2 separate regions of the Mus musculus genome follow, and region 1 is linked to region 2. The links are chromatin contacts, called in public capture Hi-C maps. All regions are on one chromosome and are shown on one strand. Each heading gives the region's core, a stretch centred on a gene start, on an enhancer-like site or on the middle of the called end of the contact. The rest is flanking DNA. Distances are from core to core; before and after follow the strand shown. Region 1 overlaps Camta1 (calmodulin binding transcription activator 1). Region 2 overlaps Camta1 (calmodulin binding transcription activator 1).

Region 1 (3,629 bases), core at 1,118-3,617, 130 kb before region 2:
GCATGTAGTATGTATGAGTGAGTATGCATGTGCATGTGTGCATGTGTGTGCATATACATGTGTGCATGCATGTGTGATGCATGTGTGTGCATATACATGTGTGCATGCATGTGTGCAAATATGCATGTGCATGTGTGAGTATGTGAGTTTTCATGTAGTGTGTGTGAGTGTGTGCATGTGTGTGTGCGTGTGGGGTGTGTGTGTGTGTGTACATGTGTATATGCATGTGCCTGTGCAACTATGTGTATGAGTGTGCCTGTGGTGTGTATGCATGTACATGTGTGTGCATGTTCATGTGTACATGTATGTGTGCAAGTGTGCATGTGCATGTGTGAGTGTGTGTTTGTGCATGTGTGTGAGTGTGTATGTTGTATGTATGCATGTGTGTGTGTGCATAAGTGATGGGGAGTAGCACAGAATATGTGTGTAGTTCAGAGGAGTCATTTTTATCCTTGCACATTTACATGAGCATCATGTAAGGTGGAAGGAAGCACAGTAAAATGCTTTTAGCTGCTCTGCATCTGAACAGCCCATGTTTATTTATGTGTATGGCTGTTTTGCCTGCATGTATGTGTATGTGCCACATGTGTGCAGTGCCCATGAGTCCAAAAGAGGGTAGCAGGTTCCCTGGAAATGGAGCTACAGATGGTTGTGAGCTCCTATGTGGGTGCCAGGAATTGCATCTGGGTCCTCTGGATGAGCAAGCAGTGCTCTTAACTGAGCCACCTCCCTAGCATCCCACGAATGGTTTTAAATTGTTGCATAATGTGGAATTTTTTCATTTCCCATCAGAATTTATTAGCTAAGTGAAATTATAGTAATATTTAGCCATTTTGCTTCAGTAATGAGTTCCAGGTCTGGTTTTAAGTGACTTTACATAAATTCCTTCACTTAATCCCCACAACAGCTTGTGTATAGGTGCAATTGTCACTGCTGGTGTACAGTAGTGCCTTCACCACTAAACCAAAGCCCTTCACTGAGCCTGAGGTACAGAGGGTGAGGTCACTGTACCACTTAGTAGCCAAAACCATCCTGCCTGAGGGCTGGGTGTGGAAGGTCAGTGTGTGGCTGCCTTCTTGAAATCACAGTGGAGCTGTGAATAAAGTTGGAAGACCACCTTCTATTCAATGTAGCAGGAGGGAGAAATCCTCACGATGCTGGTAACTGTAGTACAAAACCCACTATTTCCCCCTCCTTACCCCTCATCTCTCCTTCTCCTGGGCATACAATTCCATTTTTACATGCTTCTCTGTATTACATCCTATGTTTTCAACTACCACTGCCTCACAACCAACATTTTGACCATTTTCTGAGCACAGAGTTGGGGTCTTAATGTTCAAGGACATGTCACAGCAACTGTAGTCCAGAGAAGCAGTTTTCCAATACGTTGTCCTTGGTAAGAAGCCAGCTATAAATTTTATGTCGTGACCCAGAACATATGTCAATATATTCACCTGGAATGAAATTCCTAGAAAGACGTTTTGAGAAAACAGCACGCATGTGCCCTCTTCATTTTTCTTCTCAATCACTATCTTCTCATCTCCATTTGACTTGAAGAGATATGGTTAGCACCTACAAAAATCATTGCCTCCTTGGCCCAGAGAAATGGCTCAGTCGGTAAGAGCATGAAGATCCTGAGTCAGGATTCCCAGCACCCACACAAAGGCTGAGTGGCCATGGATGTGCATGCCTGACCCTAGCACTGTGGGGAGCAGAGATAGGAAATGGCTGGAACCAACCTAAGCTGCAAAACAACTCTAGGTTCAGTGAGAGGCCACATTTCAGAAGGATGTGTGGTGGTCATGCTACGTCTTCCCACAGCGTCTGCAGGTGTGTGCATAGCGTGTACACACACCAGGTCACAAGCAGGAACAAACCTCACTCCTATAAATCACAGCCCTGGAACAGCGTTGGTTCAGGACCACGGACAGCAACAAAAGAGCCTGATTCAGGACCAGGGACAGTCTTCCTCCCTCTCCCTCACACATATGAAAGGCAGTGCTGGTTTAAGGGCAGGGGCAAAGCTCCTATGAGTTTTGGTTCAGGGCCAGGGATAGCACCCCAGCAAAGATATTGGTTCTGAACCACAGACAACATATCCTCTTCCCTGAACCCCAACCCCTGTGCGGTGTTTTGGGCCAGGGCCAACAGCCCCTATGTTGGTTCAGGACCAAGAGCAACAACATAAAACCAACCAGACAACCAACCAACCAACCAACCAAACAAACAAAACACCCAACCCTGATGGTTTAGGACCAGGGACAGCTCCCCAGTCCAACGCCACATGTTCTGATTCAGAACAGGGGACAGCGGCCACAATGGCGGTTCAGACCCGGGACACCATGCGCAGTGACCGTTCAGAACCAGGGACAGCGCCCAGCACGCTATTTTAGGACCGGGGACAGAGGTTCCAAGCGAACATTTGGGACCGAGGACAGCGGCCCCACCACGCTGGTTCAGGACCGAGGACAGCACCCCTCCCCTTTGTCACATTTTGGGTTTTTAGCCTAAATCTGGCCTGCGGGCTTTTTGTCTCAGTCACCTTAGGACCTGTACTCAGGTGTCTTGCCTTCGAAGGTCATAAAGTTATAAAGAACGCTGTCGCAGAGGCTCGTGTTTCCCCAAACGCATGACTCAGATCCTCAAGGAATTCCAAGTGCTTACAAGGGAGGATGAGTGTTGCTTCCTTGTGTCTCTCTGGGGTGCAGATGGCTACAGACCATTGGCATTGACTGTAGACCAGTATCACTTTGGACACGGAGGGCCAGAGGGCCCCCCCCCCTTTGTTAGAAACTCATTTTCACATAAAGACACAAAGGACTGGGGATGTGACTCAGCCAGTGAAGTGCTTGCTGAGCAAGCATGAGAACGTGAGCTTTATCTCTAAGACCCACATTTTAAACAAAAATCCAGATGTACTGGTATATGCCTGTAACCCCCATGCTTAGGGGTGGAGACAGGATGGCCCGAAGAGTTGACTGGCCAGTGGGGATGTTGTCTCCAAAAATGAGGTGGATGGACCCTGAGGAATGATACCTGAGTGTGTGTTTTGGCCTCTACTCATGTTTACATGTGCTCACATATGTGCATATGCACTGACACGCATGCTCACCCCTACACAGGCACACACAGGGAAAAAAAAAAAGCAAAGCAGAAACAAACAGCAAATACTGCACGGAGCCTCCCTTCTGCCAGTGCTGCCCTGTCACAGCCCTCTGGAGAGCATGATCCTTTTATGGTTTTGACATTCTGTGCGCTATCTCCTTACAAAGTCCTCTAGAAAATGGATTGGATTGACTGAGGCGCGTGCCCTGCAGCCGTGCGGATCGGTGTGACACACAACGGTGCTTCTGGGTTCCTCATCTTTCATCTGGCTGCTTGATGTTAGAGAAAGGGAAGAAAGAAGGAAAAGGGCTTTTCCTCTGTGTGTGTGTGTGTGTGTGTGTGTGTGTGTGAGAGAGAGAGAGAGAGAGAGAGAGAGAGAGAGAGAGAGAGAGAGAGAGAAAGATTCGTGGGGGGTATCTCCATGTGAGTGTGCAGATGTGTGTGTTCATGTGTGTGCATGTGTGCTTGTGGGTGCCTGTGTGTGTGTGTCCATGTGAGTGTGTGTGTGTGTGTGTGTGTGTGTG
Region 2 (3,717 bases), core at 946-3,445:
AAAGCGAGTCAAACACGTCTCATCCTTAAACACACTGGTTGTCACAGTTGTGTCTTGGAGTTCAAGTGTTCTTTGCTGTTCTTTCAGTCGACAGACTTTAAATACGGTGAGAGGTGCAGATACTGAGTAAACTATTGATAGGCTTAGATCAGTGCATGCTCTCATGTAACTGAAGCCCCGTCAGGGTGTACAATGGCATAGTCAACCCCCAATTCTTTTCTGCTCCTTTATGCTCATGGTGTCTTCAGCAGCAGTATCTGCTGTTCTGCGCCTGTCCCTAGGATGCCCTCTACTGGCCTCCATAGGCACTGCACTCATGTTCACACACACAATTGAAAATGAAATACATTTTAGGAAAGAAAAGAAATAGCTTTATTGCAAACTGCTACATATTTTCTTATAGGTAACATGGTATTACAGTGTCTCTGCCCCCCAAGCACAATAATGGTGTGAGGTTAGTGTGTTTGGTCTGTTCTCATTGGCCTGTGTAGTTCTGGAGGGTGAGTTAGCTGATGAGGGATTTCTGGCCATCATTACCTTGGCTATTGAAGAGCCTCTTCAAGCCTTTTGAGAGACGTCCTACAGTGACATCAGTTTCAAATACAACAGCGATACAGGCCTGTTATTAACAAGGCCTTTTGCGCTAATTGTACACAGATGGGTCTTAAGGACGTGCTGGAAAGGGATACTCTCTCACACAGGCTGAATGTCTCCCCGTGAGCTGCCTGACACTGTGTGGTTGTTCCGTTGGCTGCCCTTTCTGACGGACACTCAGCCAAATGCTGTGTTTCCAGTGTCTGCGTCTGTAGGGTCTGTTGTTCAAGAAGGTAATTGCTATTAGAGCGTATTGAGGAGAGAGCATTGTGGTTCAGCTGTCTGACACGAGTGTGATCGAGTGGGCTGTGCATAGGTGCAGATCTGTGTGTGTGTGTGTGTGTGTGTGTGTGTGTGTGTGTGTGTGAGTCTGCATGAGTCTCTGTATAAGTGTCCATATGCATGAGTCTGTGTGCAGGTCTTTATGAAGGATTTATTGAATGGAACGGTCCAGATGTCTGAGCACCCCTGGTCCAATGGGATGACAGTTTGAGGTGATCTGTTTAAGTGAGGCTACGAGGCGGGGCCCCACTGATGGGATCAGCGTGGGAAGGACTGGGCATGCATGGCTCTCTCCCACTCTTTTGCCCACCTTGTGAGGACTCAAAGTGAGGTGGTCAGAAAGAAGCCTCATCTAGAAAAATCTATCAGGAGCTGGAAAAGATTGCTCAGAGGTTGATAGCAAACGCTACATTTGCAGAAGGTCCAGGTTCCGCTCCTGTCACTCACACTAGGCAGCTCACGGCTGCCTGCAACTCTGGCCCCAGAGGATCTACTGGCACGGCACACGTATGCCCAGACATGTATGCATGTAGGTAATTTTAGAAAAGGAAGGGATGAGCAGAGGAGGGAAGAGAAGGAAGAAGAATCTACCAGCTCCCTCATCTCTGACTTCTCCCCTCCAGACCCGTGAAGGTGTGGGTTCAATCTGCGACCCTTTGTCACAGCTGCCTGAGCTGACATTATCCAGAGTCCATGTTTGAGAAAGCCTTATCCAGACATGAAACCCTAAAGGGGCTTAAGACATTCTCGGAGTGAGAGACTCAGATACTTTTGGTTTGAAATAGATCACTTCTGAGTTGCCATGGTAGAAATCCCAGGCCCTTCAAAGGATAGAACAACTTCTAAAATCTTATGCTTCAGGTCTTACAGAGCAAGGAGGAAGCAGGGCATTCTGGGAAGATTCTTGTCCTGCCAGTTTCCCTCCTTAGGCTCTGAAGATAGCGTCTTCCTTCTTGTTGACCACTGAGAGTTTGCTACTCGCAGTCTTTGGGCTGTCATCCTTGCTCTGTTCTCTGTGAGTCCAGGAAAAACAAAGTTGTGGGACTTTTCCTAAGGCAATGTGGACAAATGTCTGTTCACCCCAGATAGGGCACCAGCAACAGATCAAAGAAACTCAGCCAAATCTAGCTTGTCAAACCACCGACTTTTATTGGGGTCATTCAAGAGCGAGGGTCTCTTATATGAATGTGTCTGACTTGGGCAGCTGCGAAGCGTTGCAGACAAGTGAGAACTCATGAAAGCTACACCCCCTGTGGCTCCCCACACAGCCCGCAGGCAGCTCCACCCGAGAGGATCTTCCCCGTTTATTGCTTATGTAAGTCCTGGAAGAATCTTGTTCCATTAGCCTGCTTACTCAGTAAGTTCTGTAAGATTCCAGAGTCTTGTGAGTCTCCATGCTCCTGAGAGGAAATGTTTGAATTCAGAGGACATAACTATACAACACTCCACCTCTTCTGCCTGGTACCCTCTACAGGGCTCCCTCTGACTTAGAGTCTCTGGGCAGACACCAGGCCAAAGCTATTGCCTTGCCATTGGCTATAATTGGTTCCTGACAAGGTCCTGGGTGAATGATCATCCCTTCTAGGAATGGTACACGGTGTACCTGGAGGAAATAGCTACCTCCGTAGCCCCACTAACTCGTTGGTTGCCTGTTACTTGGGATTTAGCATCTTCCAGGGGCCTCATGGCACATTTGACTCTGTCAACTTTTTCCCCTGGGAACTTGGGCTTGACACAAATCTTTGAGTGACCCCAATGATTCCTTTGTCTGGTTTCCCATCTCCATTCCCTTGGATTGCCTTGGTGCTTGGTTGCATGATGAATATGTCTGAGATCCATCCATTTCATAATGGTCTACTATGGGGTTCAGCAAAGCCACTAAAGCTCAAAATAGTTACAAGGTCCCTGATGAATTAACGTCTTCTTTTTTTTTTCAATTTGTTTATTCATGTATTTTATGTATTTGAACACTCTGCCTTAATGCACATCAGAAGAGGGCATCAGATCCCATTACAGATGCTTGTGAGCCACCATGTGGTTGCCGGGAATTGAACTCAGGACCTCTGGAAGAGCAGCCAATGCTCTTAACTGCCGAGCCATCTCTCCAGCTCTAATTTCTTAATTTTTAATATAGGGCTTTTATTTACTCTTCTAGCATTTCATACACATAGACAATACAATTTAATTACACTCATCCCTCTAAACTTCAGGATGCCCCCACATCTTCATCAACTTCATGGTCTTTTCCCCCTTCCTTTAAATAAAGAGCAACCCACTGTGTCTAACTAGTGTTCCCATATGAATGTGGTATCCAGGAGCCTATGGCCAACCTAACAAGGGCCCCACCCCTAAAGAAAACTCTTCGTTCTTTAGCAGCCATGAGTCAGTCACTCCTCAGCGAGGGGTGGAGGCCCATGAGCCCGTCCCCACCCACACTGCACTGTTGACTGGCCTGATTTGCACAGTCCTGCGAATACAACCACAGCTGCCATGAGTGTGGGTCTTGACAAGTCCAGATGGCGCTGGTTTCCTCTGCTCCCCCTAACCTTGGGCGCCCATGGTCTTTCTACCCTCTCTTCCATTCCACTAACTTCTTTGTTGGCTTTCCTTTGAACACAGCCCCACCCAGAACACCATCCTCGGAACCCTCAGTTCCATCAGTAATATCTGCCCTTCCTCTGCCATCTAGTCCCAGAGAGGAACTCAAATAGGCTCCCGTGGGAACCTCAGTTGGCAGGACCTGAGCGTCCCTAATGGCTCCCATGGACCTGTCCATCAGGGACCAAGTTCCTTTGCACTGTCTCAGATTCTCCAGCTCTTGTCTGAGGAGTGACGATACGG

Evidence for each region. Capture Hi-C pulls out chosen DNA fragments and counts their contacts.
Region 1: a contact with region 2 is called in a capture Hi-C map of embryonic tail, with 3 times the contacts expected there. The contact joins two enhancer-like sites. A contact is called at or near these places in 1 of 15 datasets of contacts at CTCF or cohesin (stem cell-derived epiblast-like cells), 12 of 484 Hi-C or Micro-C datasets (the HL-1 cell line, cardiomyocytes, cranial neural crest and 7 more) and 2 of 9 other capture datasets (embryonic stem cells and embryonic tail).

What each region holds. Positions count from the first base shown.
Region 1 is chr4:151,603,434-151,607,062 of GRCm38.p6, reverse strand. The region is part of intron 3 of Camta1 (calmodulin binding transcription activator 1); the gene reads left to right. Among named protein-coding and RNA genes, the nearest start is that of Gm52712, 37 kb to the left of the region's middle. Within about 2 kb of position 2,367, at least 60 of the 459 cell types and tissues checked have an H3K27ac peak or open chromatin away from gene starts, as enhancers often do. A contact at or near this core is called in embryonic tail, where this site is marked.
Region 2 is chr4:151,477,704-151,481,420 of GRCm38.p6, reverse strand. The region is part of intron 4 of Camta1 (calmodulin binding transcription activator 1); the gene reads left to right. Among named protein-coding and RNA genes, the nearest start is that of Gm30344, 23 kb to the right of the region's middle. Within about 2 kb of position 2,195, at least 7 of the 459 cell types and tissues checked have an H3K27ac peak or open chromatin away from gene starts, as enhancers often do. A contact at or near this core is called in embryonic tail, where this site is marked.